2 separate regions of the Ovis aries genome follow, and region 2 is linked to region 1. The links are chromatin contacts, called in public Hi-C maps. All regions are on one chromosome and are shown on one strand. The core of a region is the stretch at or near the end of the contact, and the rest is flanking DNA. Distances in the headings are between cores, read along the strand shown.

Region 1 (6,968 bases), core at 2,437-4,936:
GATCTTAAGCAATTAACCAAAGAAATGGATCACTGCGTCCTGTAAAAAGTGCATAAGGTGAACAAGATCTATAGTCTTGCTACTCAAAGAATAGTCCATGGACCAGCAGCAGCAGCAGCAGCAGCAGCATCACCTGGGAGCTTGTTAGCAATGCTTAGTATCTACCTAAAAACTACTGAACTAGGATATGCATGTTAACAAGATCCCTGGGGGGAATTTACACGCGTATTAAATTTGAAAAGCACTGATCTAGAGCGAGAGAAAACAACAGGTGGACCTGAGCTCATCTTGGGGTTTGGGGAAGGGTTCCCTGAAGAAATGGCCTCTGGTTAGGCTGGAGAGGTAGGCAAGGGCTGGATAGCTCAAGACCTTGTGGGCCATTTTGAGTACTGTCACCTCTTCCTAAGAGCAACTCAAAAGGGTTCAAAGGTTAGATTAGTCAGTCCAAGCAGCCATAACCAAATACCACGCAGACTGGTAGCTTAAACAACATAAATGAATTTTTTCACTGTACTAAAGGCTGAAAGTCTGAAATCAGCGTGCCAGCATGGTTGGGTTCTGCTGAGAGCTCTGACAGCCTTCTTGTTGTGTCCTCAGTTGGCTGAAAGAGAGAAAGAGAGAGAGCAGAAAGATCTTTCTCTTCTGGCTTTTCTTATGAGGACACTAATCCCATGATGTGAGCCCCACCCTCATGACCTAAGTGAAAGAAAGTATTAGTTGCTCAGTGGTATCCCCTAGCCTACCAGGCTCCTCCGTCCATGGGATTTTCCAGGTAAGAGTACTGGAGTGGGGTTCCATTGCCTTCTCCGAAATTCTTATTCTAGCTGATGTGAGTCAAAGGGATTGAAGGGATTAAGAATATATGCAGGATACCCGCTAAGAGGCTATTCCACTAGTCATGATGAAGAACACTGAGAGCTGGGACAAAGTTGCACTGGTGGAGATGGAGCAGGTGAAACATTTCACAACATTTAGGTGCTGAACTTGACAATTAAGCTGAAGCTCCAATCCTTTGGCCACTTGATGCGAAGAACTGACTCATCGGCAAAGACCCTGATGCTGGGAAAGCTTGAAGGCGGGAGGAGAAGGGGGCAACAGAGGATGAGATGGTTGGATGGCATCACCGACTCAATGGACATGGGTTTGAGCAAGCTCCGGGAGCTGGTGATGGACAGGCAAGCCTAGAGTGCTGCAGTCCATGGGGTCGCAACGAGTCGGACATGACTGAGCAACTGAACTGACTTACTGAAACTTGACAAGCTTTGATGATAGATTTCATATAATGGTTGGGGAGAGGAGGGTCAAAAATGACTGCCAGATTCTTGGCTGGTGCAATTGTATGGACATGATATCAAATCTTGAGATACTAATAATGAAGTCAGCAAGTTTGTGCATGGCATCTTGCTACATGCAATGAACAATATAGAAATTAAGATAAGAAGAACCGTCAGTTAGTGTTAATCATGTGCCAGCCACGGTATAGACACTTTACATACAGTAACAATTAATATACTATCAAGCCAAGCTTTCTGAGATGGAAAGGTCAGCTCATCACTAAGGATTTAATGGTCTGGTATAGCAACAGCGCAGACTGCTTTTACAGGAGAACATCAGAGAAGACAATGTGAGCAGGGAAACCATCAGAGAAGAAAGAGGATTCAAGCAGAGGTCTAAAGGTTGGGGGAGATTTTGTTGAGTGAAGCTCTGGGGAGTCAGGTCTGTAGATGGGTTTTAGGAGCCATGGAGACTCAGGCATGACGCCACCAGAAAGTACTTAGAAAAACAGCTCAGAAAAAGTTGGGTAGAAAGGGAGGGCCCAGATTATGAAGGACCTTGAAAGTCAGTCATTTGGATTTTATAGAGAGAAGACTTGACTATGAAAGGAACATGACACCACATGACTTTGGAAAACCTGTCTGGCAACTGGGGAGTGTGAACATGGGCAGGCTTGAATCTCAGAAGCTAGCTTATTAGCATTTGTATTAGCTGGGTAATAGGTCAGAGTTGTGAACTAGCTAGAAGGAAAAAAATCAACCAGATTTAGTTTCACTGAATGAAAATAGAAGAATGAGTCAAAGAAGACTAAACTTTGAGGATTGGAATCAAGGGAAAGATAGTTTTAAAGTCATAATCAGAGAGGGGTCAAGAGGGGGATATCCATAAACCTGTGATATTCCATTTACATGCAGCATGATACTAAGGATATTTAAAAATAGTGGTTTACCTGTTCAACCACAGAGATCATTTAAATTTCTAGAAAAATTATAGTAGATGATAGCCTGCAAGTTATGTATATGATGGATTTATACTGGAATGAAACGATAAGTATAAGATTCGAGGGGAATAAAGTACAGTATTCTATTAAAAGAAACAACCTACAAACCATTATGAAATATTGTGATTTTTAAATGAAATTGATAAAATCAAAAGAAACCATTACATTGCATTCCATCTGTCACTTCATTACAGATGCAGCGAACAATCACTTATAAACAATAGCGCCAAGGATTCAACCTTTCAGACTTTGTTCCTGCCTTGGTCTAGCTTTGTAATCATAACACAAGTTTTCCCAAAAAATTCAAAATGTTGTGTTTAGTGGAAGGAAAATGTGTGCTTTTCGTGTTTTCTAAACACCACATATATATATGTGTATATATATATACACAGAGTAACATTGACTGGGGAAGATAAATAAACTTTACTAACCTTTCTGTTCCTTTTTTGCTTTATCTCAGGGAACTTCAGCACCTCCACATTATCCTTTGTGGGGTTGCACCTGATGGCGCCCCTAGGATCACGTGACAAGTGTTTTCAACAGTAAACATCCTCTGGTTAATGGTTGCTTCATTAATGACGATCTGGACCAGTGCACGGTATTTGTCAAGTGGTGAGGAACCTTAGAGTCAGGTGACAGCACACCTAATCCTCTCGGGGGGCCTGCCAAGGGTGAAGCAGAGATATCAATTCCATTGTTCAGAATTCCTTAATTGAAGGTCCCCAGGAGCCTGAAAACTTGGAGAAAAGGTATATGAGCTCCAGTAAGTAACCACGGCCATAACAGATGTTATACAGGAAAACTGTGTTCGGGACACAAGCCTGTTTTGACTTTGACTATGCACTTGGGTTAACACGTTCCTCCTCACTAGTGAAAACCAGATGCAAATGTTTTGCAAGGTGTATTCATTTCCATGGCAGACATGGAATTGTTTGCCTTTAAAGATAGACAGATAGATAGATAGATAGATAGATAGATAGATAGATAGATAGATAGATAGATAGATAGATGCTTTGTCCAATGGGATAACGACTTCAGTTTCATGGACAACCTGGAGGTCTCCTGAATCTGCCCGAGTTTTGTGTTTTCCAAAGTATTGACAGTGCCACCGCGGGCTCTGGGCTGGCTAGGCTTAAAGGGTGTTCTCGGGGAGCTACCCCCTCTCTCTGCTCTGCCAATGATGTGCCACTTTGTCTGGGGGCTCTGACTGCTTTCTTCCGAGAGGGAAATTCCTCTTTCTTCAGTATGGATGCACTGTTTTCACACACCGCAAGTGCTGTGTTGCTGTGTCAGTCATCCTATGAGGGCCCGGTTCAGACGAGCAGCGCTGACGAGCTGGCTGGCGATTGGCTGCCCGCGGCGGGGAGGGATTTGTCGGAAGGAAGGGCTGCAGCTTACAGCAACAGAGTTTAGACTGTCTTTGCTTCATCATCTGAAGGCAAAATTTTCCAGATACGGCAGACGGCTCCCAGAGTACAATAAGCAGGGAATGAGAACTATTTACATGGAAATTTCTTCCTCAGGATGCAGCGAAGAAACCGCGGCCGCTTGATTCTACCAGATGTTCCTGGGGTTACTGTAACAGAGAAGGAGAGACAGAGCTAAACAAGGTAGGGAAATCGTCCCCCCGCCTCTCCTTTTTTTTTCCCCCCTGAATGTTTGAAGAGTTTGCTGCAGTGTGCTGCATTCCGTGTGTGTTGCTTCAGGAAGCCAGGGAAACCGGGTTCCACTAATTCAAATGAAATCCTTGCAGGGGGGGACCCTGGAGTTTTACGTAACGTTTTGATTTGAAAAAAAAAAAAAAAAAGAAAGAAAGAAATGGCCAAGCGTGAATCTCTGCCGCCTGTTTGGGGTGAAGCATAAAACGAGTTTTTATTTCAAAGAATAGGACCATTGATTACTCAACAGAAACCATTTGAATTCTTGGGGACCTTCTTCTTTTCTGGTTCTAGAAAAAAATTTTTTCAGACTGCCATAGTTAGCTCCCGAATAAATAAAGTTTGCGTTGATCCTAAGATTTGAAAACAGACTCGTGATTAAGGGGGGGCGAAAAAAACTTCCTGGTAAATAATTATGGATGAAATGTTTTTTAAAGAAAAAATACATCGACTTATGGGATATTAGGGACCTACCTAGCTCTCCAATGCCATGGCTTTTAATTGAGTTTCAAAAGCACATTTTAACAAGCCAGCTAGAGGTAGCTTTCTGACAAGTTTTCGATACTGTAGTTCAATGTTTACATTTCTTTTTCTGGCATGTCTGAGCCTTTGTTTCCAGCTTAAAAGTGGAACCATTATATTCAAAAGTAAAGCTGGGTTAATAATGCTTACTGCAATTATCTGATCTTTATGCATTTTTAATGAGAACACACAGCCAGCAGAATAATTTAATGAGGGCAGGCTAGCTTTTTAAAGCTGTGTTTTCACTGTGCCGAACCATATCAACTTTCTTGCCGAGAAGCAGCAGTGAGAAATGATGGAGAAGATTTATTTTTAACACACTTGGCCCAAGAGAAGGAAAGGATATATTTGTTAAAGAATTCTTTCTGCCCTTTTCCGTTTTAAATTTCTGCCAGGCATGAGGAAACTGTGCTTTTTTGTTAGGCCTCGGAAGCATATGTTTACAATAAATGTGTAACATTTTTAGAATAGTTAGCAAGCACTGAAGCGAAGGAAAAAAAAAATCTGACTAGCCTAACCACTACCATGGTGAATGTTCTTCAAGAAACACCGCTGGCCTTTGAAAAAGACAAAGGTTAAGTGGAAAGCTATTTGTTGATTGAGTAATATGTGCATTGTGAGGATAATAAAGTAAAAATAATAATAATAATAAAGAGGTTCTTAGAGCCTCTAAATAAGATGAAGTTTCTTCAGCCAGCTTGTCTGAGCAGTGGAAGTCCTCATTTAAATAAGGGCATTGCCACGTAGATTCTTCTAGACCCACTGTTTTTACTTTCAAGGAGAAGTGCAGGACACTCGCCCAGAACTTCTGACGTCATCTCCCAACTATTTTCTGCTGTGTGTTCTTTTATTCAAGCTCGTGGAGAGGAATATTTCTTTATGTCCTGGCTAGGAACGTTCGGACTCTTCCTTGGCAGGTCTTGAGTTATGTCTTCATTTTCCCATCCTTTCTAAAACCGGAGCCGATTCTCCAGCAGAAATGGGGTATCTTCTCCTACCTGCCTCCTCTCGTCGGGCAGGTCGTTTATCTGCAGGGCTCTGGCTGTGGTGGGGAGTGGACTGGCCCTGCCTCAGGCCTCGGTCCCCTCAGCGCAGTCTGTCTCTTGGCACCTGGGTGGACATCACCCAGCTTCCCCCGGGGCCACTCTTTAGGACTCAGGCTATGCCACCAAGTTCACGGCTGGCAGTGATGCTGGGAACAGCTCCTCTGGTAGAAAGATCACCGTGCTCTCGTGTCGATGGACCCAGGGAAGGGCAGTCCGGCATGGCAGGCTCTTCGCCCCATGTCACAAGTGGCAGCCTTGGTCACAGCGATCCAGGGACAGTTAGTTTTTAATAGGGAGCCTTTCGGGGAAAGAATTTCCATCAGAACAGCCTGGAGTTCTGGGGAGTTCCCGGCCCTAGTTTGCACCCTCTTTAGGACTGCTTGGGTTGTGTAGCCTCTAACAAGCACCATCTCAGTTTTTTCTCTTCCTTAATAGAATTGATTAATACTTGCTACACTTTCCTTTATACTTCTAGCATTTTGAGAGACCTTGACCTTGCATCAGAAAAAAAAAAAAAAAAAGTTGTTTGTCTCTTGACACAGTGAGCTAGGATAAAACCACCCTATGAATGAAACTGGAAAATGCCTTACGGTGTTAAGATACATAGTCATGGATACAGAACCCTTCACTCTACGTCATGTTCACGTAAATTTTCTAGGGATATTCATCCTCAGACCACGACATACGATTTCCAAGAAAATCAGAGCGTCGCTTGTGTGCGTGTTCTCCTTTGATCTTGTGCAATATTACTAGAAGCTATGCAAACCAGATCCTTTCAGACACAGGCCTTGTAGTACCCAAAGCATTTAGTGCTCTTTTTGCTTTGACTTGGGTATGAAATGTGTGCAAGTGGAGTGAGTAAGAGAGAAAATAAGAGGAGGGGAGAAAAATACGCTTGTGAAATCTACTGGTTGTATAGCGTCCCTGGTTAACAGCCTGCCTTCTGCCTGCTAGTTGTTTTAATTTGCTGTTGCTATGGTAAAAACAAATCAATATCACATGGCTACCAGCCAGTCCCGCTCGGGGCGTGCCATAGAGACTCGAGATCAGGTACTCAGGATTCCAAGCAAGAACTGGGAGAAGAGAGAGGTTTTAGGTATTGGGTTGAAGAGAATTCCTTATGGGGGACCGATGAGGCTCATGCTTGCGTGTATTCTCTTCCTTTCTTCCTGCCGATAACAAGAAAAGATGGGTATTGTATGTCAACTAGACTAAAAAAAAAAAAAAAATGGGAAGACGTACTGGTTTGTTTACATTTTCCAAAATGACAAAACATATCATCAACATAGAAGGAGGTGGCTCCCATGGGAAGTGGTAAAGGATGCTGATTACTGAAGAGGTGGGATGCCTGCAGGGCATGTTGGTTTTAAAAACAGAGTTTGGGGTCTTGAGAAGCTCCAAGTACAGCGCAGAAGAGCTGGTGGGTCACAAGCCATTGCGGTTGTCGTATCAGGCAGAGAAAGCTGC
Region 2 (6,968 bases), core at 2,950-5,449, 220 kb after region 1:
GTCTTATAGCCAAGAAGCTCTGGTCATTTAAAAATGCCCTCTCACTTGTTTACATTAAATTCATTGCATGCTTGCTTCTTGCTATTGCCAGAAAGTCCCAGAACACAGTGTATTCCCCACTTCATCCCATCTTTTCCAACATCTTTCACAGAAGCAAAGAAAGGAGCTGGGTTTCCATGGTAACACAAGTGTGACAATTGAGGGTATATGGGCATAGGTGAGAGAACTCTCAGATTCAGTGAGGAGAAATGAAGTTTCTCTTTCCCTCTCTCTTTTTTTTTTCTCCCAGCAGTGCACTTCTGAAGCTAAAGAGATCCTAAAGTGTCAGTGTACACTGTTAAGTTTTCACTAGCATACAGATTTACCACTCTCGGGGAAAATTCAATTTCATTTTATCTCATTTTTATTTCGTGTTTTCCACGAACAAACGAATGGAGATATTTTATTTCTAAAATCACTCTCAGAATAGATAGTTCATGCTAGCGTAGCAATCAACACGATTAAGGGATCAGAAGATACACACCCAATTCCCACCCAAATCTTCAAAATTCTCTCCACATTTCAACACCCTTTCTTACAGCAGCTAATTCTTCAACCAGCATTTCACACTGAGCCTCAAATCAGGTCATGACCAAGACAGAATAAGTAAGAAAATATGATCCTACGTGACATGTTTGTCTGAGTGATTAAAAATCTATCTTTATGGCAGCACTGAGAATGAAACTGAGGCCTGTCAGAGAAATATAAATGAGGCATAACTACTCCAAGAGCCACAGTCTCTACCCTTCTCATCAAGAAAGTCCACATTGACGAAAGAGCAGGGAAAATAACCTGAGAAATGTCCCCTAAAACTTCTCCTCTCTCTATAAGGCTAAGAGGAGTAAATGGGCACTCCATTCATTATTTTTCTGTATGTGACAAATTCTAACAGATGCATTCCAGGTCATAGCTTCTCAACATCTGGGGACCTAAGAAATGAAAACAGTTGTTTAAGGGTACATTCTGGACCCACAATCCCAATGCGAACTTATTTATGTGCTTATTTATTCATTTATTTTCACTGCACCAGGTCTTACTTGCAGTAGGAAGGATCTTTATTTTAACATGCAGGATCTTTAAGCTGTGGCATGTGAACTCTTAGCTGAGGTATGTGAACTCTTAGTGGCAGCATGGGAAATCTAGTTCCCTGACCAGGGATTAATGGAGAAGGAAATGGCAACTTACTCCTGTATTCTTGCCTGGAGATCCCCATGCCAGAGAAGCTTGGCAGGCCATCGTCCATGGGGTCTCAGAGAGTCGGACATGACTGAAATACACACCACCAGGGATTAAAGCCAGACCCCTTGCATTGTGAGTGCAAAGTCTTAGCCACAGGACCACCAAACAAGTCCCTCAATGAAAATTTCTCAAAAAAAGAAAAAAACACGTTGCTGGACTTTTATTCCTTGCAAAGTGAATGGTTTTCCAGTTCCGTTGTAATAGAAGGTACTACACAGGAAGTAAAGAACTATACAAGGAGAGAAAATGTGATGTTTCTTGGCTCTATTTAAACCGCAACATGTCTAGGAACTTATTAACACAATACTCAAGCTGGATATTAAAAGAGATAGTATGTCTATTCTGTGAAAGAAGTATAGCTCTTACAAAGAAACCACAAAAAGCATGTAAGTTTTGCACAATATATGAAAAGTCTAAAAAGCTAATTGACCATTGTATGCACCTACAAAATCATCTTGAAACATGCCTGCCAAAAAAGCTTAGATGTGAAGCTTTATCTCAAACCCATGTGAGCTCTTAATTTTAATTCACCTAGTCACATTACTAGTTTAAGATGGGATAACAGACCCTCTTTGGCTTCAACTCTCTTGAAACTTTCCTCTTGATTCTTAGTTCTTTTGCAATCTGCCTTCGCTGTTGATTCTGGTGGCTCAAATGTAACTCTCATATTTTGATATGTAATCAAGAAATAACGACTCATTTATATATTACTACATATTTTGACAGGGCACTTTCCTGCAATTATTTTAAGCACAAACTTGAGGTGTTATACTATACCAAGGTAATGCAAAGGTCAGCTATCCATTTTAAGGTAAGAGAGTGATACAGCTGTTAGGACACTGCTAAATTTGAGTACATCTTTATAGTAGTTCGATAACTGACCAAAAAAAAGACGATAAAAGAACATGTTTAATTGATTAACACAGACCAAAACCCTCTCTACAAGATGACATCGTGGGGACCAAAAAGGGTGAAGAGGCATACCATGATCAAACCTTGCAGTGGTTGCTGTTTAGCCACTAAGGTGTGTCTGACTCTTTTTGCAATCCCCTGGACTATAGCTCACCAGGTTCCTTTGTCCGTGGGATTTTTCAAGCAAGAATACTGGAGTGGGTTGCCATTTCCTTCTCTAGGGGATCTTACCAACCCAGGGATTGAATTCAGTCTCCTGTGCGAGTCGTGTCGCCTGTATTGCTAGGGGATTCTTTACCACTGGAAGCCCCAGATGAAACCCTAGAAGTATAGAAATTTGTAATTCCCAAGAAACGTATACTAGTAATGGATGGGTGTAGACCGGTTACAGAAGGACATAGTTTAAGAACGGTAAACCCAATAACCAGTTATTGCAAAATACAATCCAGGAATACTTAGGGACCTAAGTTCTCCTAAATTTGACTTTATGGATGGGAGAGAATGTGTAATTAGGAGAACAGTAAGTGGCAAAAGTGAGTTGCTAAAAATATTTTAGGAGGCACACCTGGAGAACCCATGCAGCTACTGCAGTACGTCTCCCTAACGACTAGAAAATTTCTCACCCTATAAACAAGATACTGTTCTCTCGATTCATCCCACGATTTAGCCCGCATCCCTCAGCACTATTTCTGTGTGCCTCATTTAGGCAGAATGCCACGGAGACGACATTAAAGCGAAATTCATCACTCTCGCTTGCAATTCAACTCGTTCCTTCGCCAGAATAGGGTGCTGCGACCGCCACCTCAATCAATGACCCCGCCCAAGCCCCACCAGCTCGCCCCTCTCTCCATACTACCAGTCTGTGTAGGCAGGAGAATCGCGATTTCTGATTGGCTCAGAGCAAGTCTCCGTCATGCGTGAGCTCACCTACCATTGGCTGGCAGAGCACGCTCAGCCAAGCCGTTAGCGATGGGAGGGCGGAGCCTGCAACTGGACTCCCCCCATTGGCTGGTGGATGGCATCACGTGGTAAAAGGTGGCTCTCCATTGGCCGAGAGTGGCACCACGGGGTCCACAGAGGTGGGCTGGTTGGCTGAGATGGACCCCTAGCTCCCGACTAGGTTGTCCCGGGTGGCTGTTGCTAAGAGGTGTCCCTGGGCTTTGGGGCTGTGGCCGAGGTCTCCGCTCTCCCGATTTTCCAAGCGCCTGTGGTGACAGGGCGTGGGAAGAGCTGGACTTTCTCTCAGGCCAAGAAAAGGGCGGGGCTGGGGGAGGTGGGCGGGACCCCCAGCGACGTCACCGGGCGTGGGCCCCGGCTACCGCGGCCTCACTGCCTTGGGCAGTAAGTTCCCTGGGGCCTCTCGCGTCTCCCTGAGTGTCCTGAGGCGTAAAATAAAAGCTTCCTTTCGTGGTGTGCCTGCTTCTCCCTAAAACAAACAGCTTTCTCGTTATCTTTATAAAAACAAATCCCTCAGGAATGCTGACGGACCGGGTGGTGTCCAGCCAGGCCCTCGTGCCAGGGTCGCCGTTTGGGCCCTGCCGGTGTCTCTCTTCTCACTCCCCTCCTCAGGTTAAATCTCGGAGACTGCTCTGGCCCCTCCAACAGCCTGTCTCCGCCAAAGTCTTGAACTTGGCGTGTTCAGGTAGAAACAGCTCCCGTCGCCGGGTGGAGAACTGCGCATGTTCAATATGCCCCCTACCCACTGGGTTTGACGGACTGGGGTGTTGTCGGGTGGCCCAGGTGGTTGTTTATCTAAGCCGCCAGCCGAGGATTCCGCGCGGCGCAGAGCCTCCCGGGAGCGCGCGCGCGCCCGGTCGCCTAGGCGACGGGGGCGCAGGGGCGGGGCTGCGCCTCAGGGCCCCGCCCCCCGGGCCTCCAGGCCCCGCCCCCCGGCAGCGCTGCGGCTCGGACTCGGGAGCGCGCTCCGCCGCCGGGAAGAGCAGCAGCCGCGGCGGCGGCGGGAGGGGAGCTGGGCGTGGAGGCGCGAGGGGCGGGGCGGCCGGGCGGGCGGCACTGCGGGCCCGCGGTTCAGGCGGCTCGGGCGGCTCCTTAGCTCCCGCTCCCCGCTCGCCTTCAGTGCCTGCCGGCGCCCGCGGGGCCGCTTTGCAACCTGGCTCGGCCCCTATGCCCAGGGCTGCGCTTACCTCCGCCGGCGCCCGGGGGACCGCGGCGGCCGTGAGGTGGGGGCGGCAGCGGGAGTCGGCGGGGTCGGCCGCCGGCGCAGGGTCCGGGCGCGCAGCTAGGCGGGCGTAGGTCTATGTCGCGGGCGGCGGCGGCGGCGGCGGCCGCGGAGGGACGATGCGCGAGTACAAAGTGGTGGTGCTGGGCTCGGGCGGGGTCGGCAAATCCGCCCTGACCGTGCAGTTCGTGACCGGCACCTTCATCGAGAAATACGACCCCACCATCGAGGACTTCTACCGCAAGGAGATCGAGGTGGACTCGTCGCCGTCGGTGCTGGAGATCCTGGACACGGCGGGCACCGAGCAGTTCGCGTCCATGCGGGACCTGTACATCAAGAACGGCCAGGGCTTCATCCTCGTCTACAGCCTCGTCAACCAGCAGAGCTTCCAGGACATCAAGCCCATGCGGGACCAGATCATCCGAGTAAAGCGGTGAGAGGGCCGGGGGCGCGGGCAGGGGGCTTCGCCGGTGGGGGCCCCGCGAGCCCTCCTGTTCGGGGATCAGAACTCCCTCCCGCGTGCTCTGGCGTGGCCGTGGGCTGGAGGAGCTGTCTAGCGAGACGGCTCTAGGATCATAACGCTTTATCATAATTTTTTTTTTTTACCAGCATCATCCTCATCCTCTTGAATCTCAAATTTGAGTGCTTTGTTTCACAACTCAAATTTGGCATCCCACAAGCACAGCTCTTTGTCTCTTGGTTGTTACTAGTAGCGCTTGTGCAGAACCCCCAAAGCAAAGAAAGTTTAAAACTCGCAGAGGGGAGAGGGGCGGGTTGGTTTCTGCTGGGAAGAGGGCAGCTGTGCAAGTATAGTGGAGACATTTTCAGATTCAACAACAATAAAAAGACCTTTGCAGTTAGATGACAGCAAAAATTGCTCACACATACGTGGTAAACATGTCAAGTCCGAACGAAAAAGACCTTTCTCATTTCATAGAAGACTGAATGGTGCCAGGGCGTTTGAACAAAAATGAACTCTGCAATTAAGATGAAACTTGAAAGACAGATTATCATATTATTTGAAGACTTGGCTCAGTGGAATCGATAGAGTATATTCTAGTATATAGAAGCACAAATATACCACTCCGGTTAAAGAATGTGACAACTTTTTTCTTCTTTTTTTAGTCTAGCTGCCTTATTCCTCTCAAAAACAAAAAAGAAAGAAAGAAAAGGGGGGAGGGGGAGACATTCCTGAAAATAAAGCAAGTTTCTTCAAAGGTGTGACTCAAATATTAGCTAATGTAAAGTTAATGGAAATAAATAAGCACTTTCCTGATAGGAACTCTTTTACTCTAAACTGTGCATTTTGAAAATATGGCTGGTAGCTTAAATGGCTTATAATATTTGTATTCTCTTAAATTGATTATATTTTTTCCTATAATTTCAAGAATCAGAAATGCAATGTCTCAGTTCCGAGTTTTGGCAAATTTTCCTAATTACTGGTTAAGTGCACATTACTGGTTTGTCTGATTCTTATTATTAATAATTGCTAATAATTTTGATCTAGTGTAATTTTGTTTTTCTTACCCAATTCTACCTATAACCCTAAATTAATAGACATTGGCTGAAAGCTAGCTGTAAGTGTACTGTAGACGTAATCTCATTTTTAGCCAAGTTGAATCAACTCATTTTGAAAGAGCAAATACCAAGTCATGTGCCCTCAGGGGTTGTTCAAAAATTCATTACAAGAAGCAGATTTTTGATGCCACATATGAGATCAAAGGGGAAGCCCTCTCCTGAAGTGCTCCCTGACCTTTAACTCATTGAATATGCACTTTAATAGGTAAATTAAAATTTTGTATATTACTTCTTCCATTAAATTTCAAACTAGAATAAAGTGAATATTTTTATGGTCTCTGATGATGTTCTAAGATCTGTGAATCTGATAGCTTTTTTTTTACTTCTTCAGTATCATTTTCTTAAAGTTAATTGCTATAGTTAACATAGGAATACTTTGGGTGTTAAAGTATATGATATTAAGAGGCTCAAATCTTTAACACTTCCCCTGGTCTGTTAACAACAACAAAAAATCCCTAGAGAACAGGGCAATCAAACACATTGTCACATGTCAATCTTAGGCTGTATACATATATCACATTAAAGTAAATGCCCCAACTGCTCCACTCTTTGCATTTACATATATACAGATAATACATACATTGATAAAGTCACATGCCCAGTGCAAACTTCTTGACAGGAGCCTAGGGGATAGAATAGGGCAAAATGTCATTGGATAGTATAGTTCACAGGATTTTGTAGTTTCTCTTGGTATATTTGAGATCACCAATAATGAGTTAGTCTGAACTTAGTGTACTGGAGCAATTTATTTGTTTGCAGTATGACCCAGGAAGAAAAAAAGTAAAACTCTACTTGCCCTGATGTCATTTTACTCACTCGTGTTAGTTCCTGATGTAAAAGGTTGAAAAAAAAATCAGCTGATGTGGAGTTCATAAGCTCAAGATAATTGTCTGTAAGAACCACTTGGGCCTATCTGTCCTGATATTTTTTTTACCTCACCCTAACCTCATTATCTGGCCTCCCAGCCTATAGCATATTTTAAACAATATTGAAAGAAAGAATCTGTGTATTTTATGTATAT

What was found. A called contact is a pair of places that touch in the nucleus more often than the background predicts.
Region 2: a contact with region 1 is called in a Hi-C map of tail adipose tissue, with 2.3 times the contacts expected there. The contact joins the promoter of RAP2A here to the promoter of MBNL2 in region 1. A contact is called at or near these places in 2 of 16 Hi-C or Micro-C datasets (skin fibroblasts and tail adipose tissue).

Annotation. Positions count from the first base shown.
Region 1 is chr10:73,750,402-73,757,369 of ARS-UI_Ramb_v3.0, forward strand. MBNL2 (muscleblind like splicing regulator 2) reads left to right here and starts at 3,687. Exons shown (of 8, transcript XM_060394207.1): 1 at 3,687-6,968.
Region 2 is chr10:73,972,745-73,979,712 of ARS-UI_Ramb_v3.0, forward strand. RAP2A (RAP2A, member of RAS oncogene family) reads left to right here and starts at 4,200. Exons shown (of 2, transcript XM_027973728.3): 1 at 4,200-4,802. The coding sequence starts at 4,489.